Linked DNA regions of Sus scrofa: region 2 is linked to region 1. The links are chromatin contacts, called in public HiChIP or PLAC-seq maps. All regions are on one chromosome and are shown on one strand. The core of a region is the stretch at or near the end of the contact, and the rest is flanking DNA. Distances in the headings are between cores, read along the strand shown. Region 1 holds the start of ATG5 (autophagy protein 5). Region 2 overlaps CRYBG1 (absent in melanoma 1 protein).

Region 1 (5,313 bases), core at 952-3,451:
CTAGGGGTCTAATTGCAGCTATAGCTGCTGGCTTACCCCACAGTCACAGCAACACCAGATCTGAGCTGCATCTGCGACCTACACCACAGCTCACGGCAACACCGGATCCTTAACCCACTGATTGAGGCCAGGGATTGAACCGGCAACCTCACGTTCCTAGTTGGATTTGTTTCCGCTGAGCCAAGACAGGAATTCCCTAGACTCAATTCTTAAAGGTTACAGGAAGCTGGATTTTAGCTCTGTGTAATCACTTTCTATCTATTAGGGTTATCTCCATACATAGTTTTCAAACATAATAGCAAAGCTGAAAGAATTTTAGTGAACACCCATAGGCTCACCACCTAGATTCTACTATTAACATTTTACTGTACTTGCATTATCACATATTTATCCATCCCTCTACCCATTCATCGATCCATCTAATTTTTTTCCATACATTTCAGAGTAAATTCCATTTAGTTTTGCTTGCTATCATTGCGAAGGTGGAGCAACTTTATGCCAAGAGCTTTTTTACAGAGGCTAATGGCTGTCTGTTGGGGATGCTGTAGAGATTTCTGTACTGAGTAGGTGCTGTGGACTGGTTTGTGGCTTTTAAAGTTTTTTGACTGCCTCACATGCCAAAAAAAATGTATTTCACACTTCTATCCAATGTATGTCACAAACGTATTAATGAATTTCAGGAAAGAATATTTATCCTTAGCATATGTAAAGCATACCAATATTTCCCTTATTTTTTCTTCCACTTAACAAATGCTAGTCATGACCCACCAACTTGATTTGATGACTCACCAATGAGTTGTGATTCACCATTGGAAAAATCACTGGGCTAGATAACCTAGAAGATCCTTCTTTTAAAAAGAATCCTATGGCTACTACTAGGATTTCCCTAATCCTCCCAATTATCAGGAACCTATCATGAGTCTCAACACAGTAGTGTTTACTTGGCATGCATGCATTATGTTGAATGGCATGTGTAATTAAGAGAAAAATGTTAAAGACCTGGTGGGACTTTTGGATAGATCCAATTCAAACACTCTAGAAGTGAGTTTATTAATTGCTTGTTATTTTCACCAACAGGAAGACATGGATACGCACAGTTGTATGGATGGAAGGGCTTTAATATTCAGATAATTTAGTCTTCTGTTAAATGTGGCTATTAACCCTTGCTGTGGCTCTGACAACATGGGAAAGATAAAATGAGAAGATAGATATGAAAATGAAACAGGAAAGAAGTGGACAGGGCACAACCTTTAGAAGAATGATGTAGCCCTTGAAGACACAACAAAAACTGATCAGAACCTACTAGGCCCAAGATGGAGGGACATTTGACTTCCAGTAGACCTTGAACCTCATTATATGCTCACTGTCCTATATCAGCATGCTAAATGACACACCCACAGGCACCTTGACAGTTCTGTGGCAGATCATAAAAGGCCAAAAAAGTGGGCAGTAGCCCATTTTCCAGTAGCCCTGGAAATCCCTGCCCTTTCTCCAAAATAGCTGGAATAACTCTCCCACTTGTTAGCCTATGACATCACCTAGCCCATAAAAACTATCCACTCCACATTTTGGGGCCACTCTCTGGCCTTTTAAGGTGCGCCATATCCTGTCTATGGAATGTGTATCTTCCAGGCTGCTCTTGCCTTCTGAGCGGCCCATACTATCAATAAATCTACTTCTTACCTATCACTTTGCCTCTCCCAGAACTCCTTCTGTGCTTAAACACTGAGCTTGAACTTACCAGTAAGTCCTGAGACCAGGTGTGTGGTTTTAAGTAAAACACAGTGGGTTCAAGTCCCACCCTGAGTCTTGACTGGGTCTGAGTCCCAGCCAGTGGGTTCAAGTCCCATTCTGAGGTGGACGGCTTCAAAAATATTCTGAAAACCAACCTTTTACTACTATCACTCTGTGAAGCCAGGAGAGGGATGCCGCGCTCAAGCTCTAGCGAGACGATGTCTCAGCATTTGTAAAACTCTTTGCTCTTAAGCTCTCTAAACACCAACGGCTATGCCAAACGCACAGGACTCTGGAAACTGCAGAAGCTCTGAACTTGCCAGAGGTTTAGCCTCACATTCACGCTCTCCGCTCAGTCTGCGCATGCTCAAGCGCTGCCCTCCTTGCGGGGTTGGGCCCAACTCAGAGGGCGGAGTGGCGGGCCACGTGGGTTTCGTGACGTCATCTCCGGGCGCCGAGAGTGACTGGACTTGCGGTGGGCTTCCCGGCTGCAGGTTGTCTTGGCTGGATACCGGAGGGCGGAAGTGCCGCAGGGCTTGGCTCCGACCTCCGCGCGGGTGCCTCCTGCGGCTGTGCCGGCCCTCGGGGCTACCAGCTGGGGAGCCTCTGCGGGACAGTGTGTCGGGTGCTCTGCGCCGCCGCCCCGCCAGTGCCCGGGACCCGAGCGTCCTCACTAGTGCGGGAAGCCGGAGGAGAAGCCGGAGGAGAAGCCGGCGCTTCTGGTAGGGTATATGTGTGTCTGTCACCCCAGAGTGAGGAAGTGGGTTGGGGAGGTGCCGGGTAGGTGTGGTAAGAAGGAGGGGCGTGTGGCTGGTGAGAGGAGCGCTCCTCAGGGCGGTGGTGGCGCCTGAAGGTGTTCCTCCGAGGGAGATGGCGTTGGCCAGGCGCCGCCCCCGAGCCCTAGTGCAGGCTGTAGGGTGTAGTCTGTGCGGTCTCTTGGGGAATCGGTCTGCTTCTTACTAATGTAGGAAGCCAGGGTCTCATTGCGGGCTCTAGAGTTTTGTTCAGGACCTGCGTTTTTCGTGGGATAGTAATTTAGATCATAGTTATTTTACAGCCCTTGGATTCTATCCGAAATCGATGGGTATTTCTCCTAATTTATCTTCTCAACGGCACTCATTGTCTCATTTTAATAGTAACATTTAGTCCCAGCAAAGCCATTTTCCGTTGGCAAAACACTTTGACATACTTTAATTATACTTTGGATTAGTTTCAAGTCACACCTGAACTTGAGGAACCTAGGGAAACTGGATTGGTTCTAGATTTTTCTGAGGGGTGGGGAGACACAGCCTGTTTTCAGCAAGAATCAGAACCCAGAGACTATTAAGCAGCATTGAAACTTCCAAGGCCTTCCAGAATTTACTTGATAAATTTCAGAGCCTTTGGGAGTATGGGTACTTGAATCTTAACCGAATTATGTTGTGATTTCCATAAAGGGAGTTATTGGTTGAATTTGAAAGTAAAGATGTTGGGCTGAGAGTAGAAGTTGAGGGAAATTATAGAATTTTACACTGAGTTTAAACGTGTGCTTTAATCCTCGAAGTTATGCTGATTAAAATGGGAAAAGTGAACAGAATGGTACTATATGGATATAAATTTTTAGAATAATGTACACATTTCAGGTGTAGGTTTGCTTTATTAATTTAACAGATATCAAGTGCCCGTTATGTTCCAGGCACTGAATAAAAAGTAAACAAAACAATAGACAGTGAACAAGGCAATAAAAATCCCTGCCATCATGAAGTTCACTTTGAGGGTGTGGGGGAGACATTAATATAAAAATTATTTAAGGGAGGAAATGGGATGGACAGGGAGTTTGGGGTTGGTAGATGCAAACTATTACATTTAGTATGCAAAATCAATGAGGTCCTACTGTACAGAACAGGGAAGTATATCCAGTCTCTTGGGATAGAACATGATGGAAGACAGTGCGAGAAAAAGAATATATATGTATGTATGACTGGGTCAATATGCTGTAAAGCTGAAATTGACACTACACCTTAAATCAACTATACTTTAATAAAAATAAAATAATTAAAATGCGTGTCAGGTGGTGAAAAGTCCTTTGGAGGCAAAATAAAGCAGTGAAGGGGAATGGGTAGTGCTGGTGCCATGCATAAGAAATTGTGGTGGTGGTGGACTTAGAAAAGATGACATTTGAGCAGAAACCTAGTATGAATAAATAAGGGTGTCATGTGAATGTAGTGGAAAGGGCCATCAGAGCACCCACAAGGTCCTTGAGGCAGGAGCACATAAGCTAGTTTGGCTGGAAATGGGGGAGCAAGGCAGGGAGAGAAGTGGATAATTCAGTCAGAGTGGGGGCCAGGTCATACAGGGCTGGTGGGACTTTGTAAGAACTTTAGATTTTACTTTGAATGAGACGGTTATGTTGCAGGAAAACGGGGTGCAAGAGGATGACATGTCCCAGGTCTTGGGCGAGTTCCTGGGATGCGCCACCAAGTGAGGGTCCTTGGCTTCATTCAGGGAAGAATTCAAGAATGAGTCGTAGCAAAGTGAACGCAGGTTTATTTATAGAGATACATACACATTCAATAGAATGTGGTCAGTCTCAGATGGAGAGAGTGACCCTGAGTTTTTTGGACTGGGTAATTTCATTGGCTAACAAGTGGGAAGATTATTCCAACTATTTTGGGGAAGGGGTGTGAATGTCCAGGAATTGGGCCACTGCCCACTTTTTGGCCTTTTACAATTGGCCTTGGAACTGTCATGGTGCCTGTGGGTGTGTCCTTTAGCATGCTGATGTATTATAATGAGCTGTATTGAGGCTTAAGGTCCACAGGAAGTCAAATCTTTCACCTTCTTGGGTGTAGTAGGTTCTAATCAGTTTTTGTTGTGTGTCTTCAGTGGCTGTGTCATTCTTTTAATGGTGTACTGCCCCCTTCTGTCCTGTCTCAATAGGGTTGTTTTTTGTTTGTTTGTTTTGTCTTTTTAGGGCTGCACCCATGGCATATGGAAGTTCATAGGCTAGGGGTCAAATCAGAAATGTAGCCACTGGCTTACACTACAGCCACAGCCATTGCAGGATCCAAGCAACCTACACCACAGCTCACGGCAACGCCAGATTCTTAACCCACTGAGAGAGGCCAGGGATAGAACCTTCATCCTCATTCTAGTTGGGCTCATTACCACTGAGCCACAACAGGAACTCTCTCACTAGAGTTTTGAAAGTTGAGACCTCTGTTGGTAGGTCATTGTATTTATCAGGGTTAAAGGTCAGGGTGACTTGGATCAGTGTGTTAATTATAGTGATGGTAAGAAATGGCCAGATTCTAGATTTGTGTCTAAGCTAGCGCCAGCTGGTGTGAAGAGGGGTCATGGATGCCTCCTGGGTTTATGGCCTGAGCAGCTGAAGAATGGAGTTACCATATAGTGATTTAGGGAAGACCACAGAGTTAATAAAGGAAAGAGGAAGGCCTGAAGTCATTTTCAGTTTTGCACCCGCTAAATTTTCCAATGAATTGTCAGTGTACAATAGTGTATATGAAACTGTAGTTTAGAAGAGAAACTTAGTGAAGTAAAGCGACTTTCCTTGGATTATGTGTGATCTTAAAACATGCA
Region 2 (5,313 bases), core at 1,212-3,711, 240 kb before region 1:
GGCAGCCTGACTCGAGAGAATCCAGAGCTGTTGAAGGAGTAGGTCCACCTTCTTCTTGGTGCTTTTTCTTTTTTTAAAAATAAGGTAGCTGGAAGACCTCCGGAAATCCTCCTCCTGCACTCTTCATTCAGGTCTATAGGACCATGGCTTCCCACTCTTGTGTTAACTTCTCTTTGTTGACAGAGTTAAGGATAAGGTGGTTTTGGTCATACTGAGAACCCCCTAAAAAAAAAAAAAGGAAAATGAGAAAAGGAAATGTGCCCCCGTGAAGGGCTGGAACAGACACAGTTGATCACAACACCCATGTCCCATGAGTAACAAGGTGTAAAACTATGTGCCTCAAGGAAAGAAAGCAGGGAGCAGGCCCAGAAACGGACCTGAGGGCAAAGAGGCACACGCGCTGCGGGGCAAGGGGCTGAAGCCACACCGTATGGTGCCAGCGGCTCCACCCGCATGTCTGACCTCCTGGGCCTCCTTTTCCTACTCAAGTCCTAAAAGCTCCCATCGTCACTCTTAGAATCTAGAGAAGGGAAAAGGAACAAAGAGACTGGGTCACAGATGCAGTGTGGAATCGTGGACTTGAGATACCAGTGAGGCAAAAGCAGGCAGGCCTTAGCAGTGGAATGTTGTCAGGTGGGACCAGTCCTGTGTGAACAATGACACATGGTTCTATCAGGTCAAGGGGGAGGTCTGAAGGACACCCAGGAGACAGGGCAGCACTTCCACTTCTGGGAACCCATGGACAGTGGTGGGTGGGTGTGTGTGTGTGTGTGCATCTGGGAACCCATGGACAGTGGTGTGTGTGTGTGTGTCTGGGAACCCATGGACAGTGGTGTGTGTGTGTATATATATATTGTTTGATTTTTGCTATTTTAGGGCTGCACTCGCAGCATATGGAGGTTCCCAAGCTAAGGGTTGAATTGGAGCTATACCCACCAGCCTACACCAACAGCCACAGCATCGCGGGATCCGAGCCCCATCTGGGACCTACACCACAGCTCACAGCAATGCCGGATCCTTAACCCACTTAGCAAGGCCAGGGATCAAACCTGAAACTTCATGGTTCCTAGTCAGATTCACTTCGGATGTGCCACAACGGGAACTCTGACAGTGGTGTATAAAAATCCACAGCATTTAAGATGCTGAGTTCCACTGCACTGTAAAACCAGTAGGCTTTCTGTGAACTCCCTCTCACAAGAATATTTTCTAAGGGTGCCAACTAGTATTTCAGACACTTCAGTATTAAAAAATAGCCTCATAGCCTCTTCTTTCAATGGAGAAGCATCATTAACAAAAGGAAGGCTCATCTGACTTTTTCCAGTGCAGAATAAACATCCTTTCAGATCTCTTAGCCTTTTCAGCATAAGCCTCTTACCAACGTTATATACCAATGAGTCCATCAAAATACAAATCTGTTTACCTATTATGCAGGGTAAGTATGACTGGCATTCAAATCATATGGCAGCTTTAAGCCAAGAGGAATTAAACATTCTCTTAAAGCATTTATAAAACATTTAAAAGGTCTGGCCTTCCCATCGTGGCTCAGCAGTGACAAATCTGACTGGTAAGCATCCATGAGGATGCAGGTTTCATCCTCGGCCTTGATCAGTGGGTTGAGGATCTGGCGTTACTGTGAGCTGCAGTGTAGGTCGCAGACAGGGCTCAGACCCTGCGCTGCTGTGGCTGTGATGTAAGCCAGCAGCTGTAGCTCTGACTCAACCCCTAGCCTGGGAAACTCCATATGCCATGGGTGTGGCCCTAAATAGCAAAAACCAAGCAAACAAAAAAACTAAAAGGTCTGAAAACTTACACAGTAGATTTGGGTGGCAGAGAAGATCGCCTCTTCTGCCATCTTATAAGAACTGGTTTGTCATCATTGATACGTAGAGGACAGAAGATAAGAGCAAAGTGCCCTGGGCCTTTTATGTGTAAGTTTGCAATGGAAAAAAAAGTTTACCACCATCAGCAAACCTCGCCACCTCCATCGACACACACACACACGGTATAGTCCACTGAGATTTCAGAAAGTACTAAGGTCACAATCTCTTTTTTCATTCTAGAAAATTATAGTATCTTAAAACATAACTTCTGTGTATATTACATCATAATTCTAATTAGAGTCATGAAGACTAGAAAAGTTCTTGAAATAAACTGATTCATTCTTCTGCCTTTGGGGAGAATTAAAATCATCCCAGACTTGATGTTTTTAAAGTGAGCATGAATCAGCTTCCAACTGTTGTCATAGTGTCTGTGGTCTGGAACAATACACGGATGTCACCAAAACTCCAGGAGATAAGTCAGAAGAAAGATATTTGGTCTAATAAATCTCGGGGCAATGTTAATAGGTAACAGATGGTCCACAGCTATAGCTGAGGAAAGTCATGGTCTCCTATTAAGTGCCCTGAAGAGACGTAGCTCTCGTACAGTGTACAGTGAGATGTGTGGCACTACCCCTCATGTCCACAAGATGGCATCATCCTCCCACATCCTGAGATTTAAATCCAGTGTAACAGATCTATGGAAAGGTCACATAGAACAGCCTCCTTATTCCAGCGGTACTGAACTAATTTATGGTGCATGTTAGGAAGTGACCTTGGAGCTTTAAAGCAAAACCCTAAGGAGGAAGCTCCCAGAGTCTCATAGTTCTTGTCAGAGACAAGACTAGAACCCAGGTAAGCCTTACTACCCATGTAGCAAGTGGTGGGGAAATCCCCTCTGCTTGGAGCTTATAGAATGTAAGCTCTCTTAAGCCAAGGTAGTATCTTTTTTTTTCACTTTGATACCTGCCAGCACAGGGCCAGCCACAGTAGGTACACAATAAATACATGTGGAAAGAATAAAAGAAGTGTTCTGAGAAACTAATTCATAAGGATTACAATGACCTTAACCCTGGACATAGGAAATTGGTCACATTTATAAGAAACATGAATCCATGTTTTCCCCCAAACCCATTGTTTCCAATTTAGTCACATTTCTTTGGCTTCTCTGGAGGTTTTGAAACTTGTATTGTACAGACTGAGGAGGTCCAGTTCAACAAGCTGATCAGAGTTTAAGGTGTTAAATAGTTCGCACCTCAGGTTGCTCATCTATAAAATGGGTTTCCTACTTGTATACATACTGCAGATCGGCTGTGCTAGTGTATACACTAAAGGACGTGTCACATCCAGGGGCGCTGCCTGCCTTTTATACAGTGTCTGACGTGAGGCTGTCCAGCCTGGAGTCAGACACTGCTCAGTGCTGCTCCCTACATGGAGCGTCAGGCTTGTGCTCAGTTAGCTTAGTAACTTGCCTTCAAGCACCCTTCTGCTGCTCAGGTTCTTTGTGAGTTCTAATCCCATTGGTAAGTGGGCTGGCCACTCTTCCCCTCTTGACCATCTTCTAGAAGTGACTATTGAGGCTTATTCTCCATTTTTCAGAAAAGCCACTTTAAAGCCAGGTTGCAGGTGTTTCTTTACCCCCTATCTTAATTTTAAATGACAGCCTTGGCCCAGAGCCCTGACTCAAGTAAAACTTTCGAGCCATGATTTAAAATGGTGTGTATGGCACATTATGGTTTCACTAAATTTATAAACATAACCACACAGATAGGGAATAGAGCGTCTCCATTAATAATTTAAAGCAAAATCCCCCATGTGACATGAATAAAACATTGTCTTTGTTTGCCTGTCAGTAGCAACAATCCTTTCCTGTATTCCCATGTCTACATTAGAAGGTCAGTTTTGTTCTACATTGTTTTTAAATTTTAATCACTAGTTCTAGCCAGGCAGTATGGTCATTACCTGGGAACTTATTAGATAGGCAGATTCTTGGGTTCCACCTGAGAACCTAAATCAGAACCTCTGAGGCTGGGGCCCAGCAGTCTGTTTTAACAAGCCCTCCAGGGGAACCACTGGCCTAAATTTATTTGTTCTTCCCCAGGCACCACCAATCAGCTGGCTCCAGGTTAACTTTACTGAACAAGTGTTCAGTTGAAATCTTTTTTTTTTTTTTTAATTTTTTATCTTTTTCTAGGGCCGCACCCGAGGCATATGGAGGTTCCTAGGTTAGGGGTGTAATCTGAGCTGTAGCCACCGGCCTACACCAGAGCCACAGCAACGCTGGATCCGAGCCATGTCTGCGACCTACACGACAGCTCACGGCCACGCCAGATCCTTAACCCACTGAGCGAGGCCAGGGATCGAACCCGCAACCTCATGGTTCCTAGTTAGATTTGTTAACCACTGACCCATGACAGGAAGTCCCCCAGTTGAAATCTTTGGGGCTGTGTTGTTTGTCTTCATTCCTTTTCAGCCTTAGGTCATTGCAATGAAAGGTTATATGCATATACATGAGAATTACCAACTCTAATGACTTGGTAAGATCGTAGCCTTTTAACATGATTTGTTTAATGTAGTTATAATAAAACGGATGGTTTAAAGTGGGCCCACATCTGGATTCTACCTCAGCTCTTATGGGTATGAAGTGGTGGCCAAACTGCTTAACCTCTCTGAACCTCAGTTTTGGGGCTGTAAAGTTGGGGGAGGAGGGCTAACACAGGCCTCTTCAGGCTGCTGTAAGACCACAAGAGAGAAAATGCAGGTCCAGTGTCTAGCACAGTAAGGGGCACTTACTATTAATAGTACACCCATCATGGTCAAAAGTAAAGAAGAACTTTTAGTTAACTGAAGACACAACAAAGAAAATGAAGGAAACAATCCTTACCTTTGACATCTAAAACTAAATTTGGCTTCAGCTTGCTGTAGATCCTGCCGTCCGGCTTCATGCTCCAGAACTGACTGTCAATGTTCTCTTCCAGCGCCAGGCCCAGTTTAGAGCCGGAGGTTACGAGGCTCCCCACGATGGTCAGGCAGCAGTCTTCTGCTATCTGCTCCATGGGAAAGAAAAGGCATCTGAGAGATGGATGGATACACATTCAAGTACCCCTGTAAGCAGCTCCCTGTTTACGCTGATTTTTAAAGTTATTTTTAAAGCTTCCTAGCTTCATTTACCCCACATGAGATGTGTCTCCTTCTAGCCGGGGCAACTGGAGTCAAACAACAAATTTGTATGCCTTTCATTTCAGATGACACGAGTAATGGAAAGTTCTCAGTTCTTGCGTGTGTGTGTGTCTGTGTGTGTCTGTGTGTTTATGGTCACACCTGCGGCATATGGAAGTTCCCAGGCTAGGGGTCAAATCAGAGCTATAACTGCCAGCCTACGCCACAGCAACACCAGATCCGAGCTGTGTCTATGACCTATACCACAGTTCATGGCAACACTGGATCCTTAACCCACTGAGCAAGGCCAGGGATTGAACCTGTGCCCTCATGGATA

The links. HiChIP or PLAC-seq counts read pairs in DNA pulled down with a chosen protein or histone mark.
Region 2: an H3K27ac HiChIP or PLAC-seq map of alveolar macrophages shows a contact between it and region 1. The contact joins the enhancer-like site here to the promoter of ATG5 in region 1. A contact is called at or near these places in 18 of 47 Hi-C or Micro-C datasets (alveolar macrophages, blood, brain and 12 more) and 1 of 2 datasets of contacts at active chromatin or transcription factors (alveolar macrophages).

The regions. Positions count from the first base shown.
Region 1 is chr1:72,517,253-72,522,565 of Sscrofa11.1, reverse strand. ATG5 (autophagy protein 5) reads left to right here and starts at 2,201. Exons shown (of 9, transcript XM_021090470.1): 1 at 2,201-2,456. It overlaps LOC110259431, which reads right to left. Exons shown (of 3, transcript XM_021084599.1): 2 at 1,742-2,644. The coding sequence ends at 1,992.
Region 2 is chr1:72,757,764-72,763,076 of Sscrofa11.1, reverse strand. It overlaps CRYBG1 (absent in melanoma 1 protein), which reads right to left. Exons shown (of 22, transcript XM_021090505.1): 21 at 4,702-4,864; 22 at 1-222. The coding sequence ends at 134. Among named protein-coding and RNA genes, the nearest start is that of RTN4IP1, 55 kb to the left of the region's middle. Within about 2 kb of position 2,461, at least 11 of the 83 cell types and tissues checked have an H3K27ac peak or open chromatin away from gene starts, as enhancers often do. A contact at or near this core is called in alveolar macrophages and embryonic fibroblasts, where this site is marked.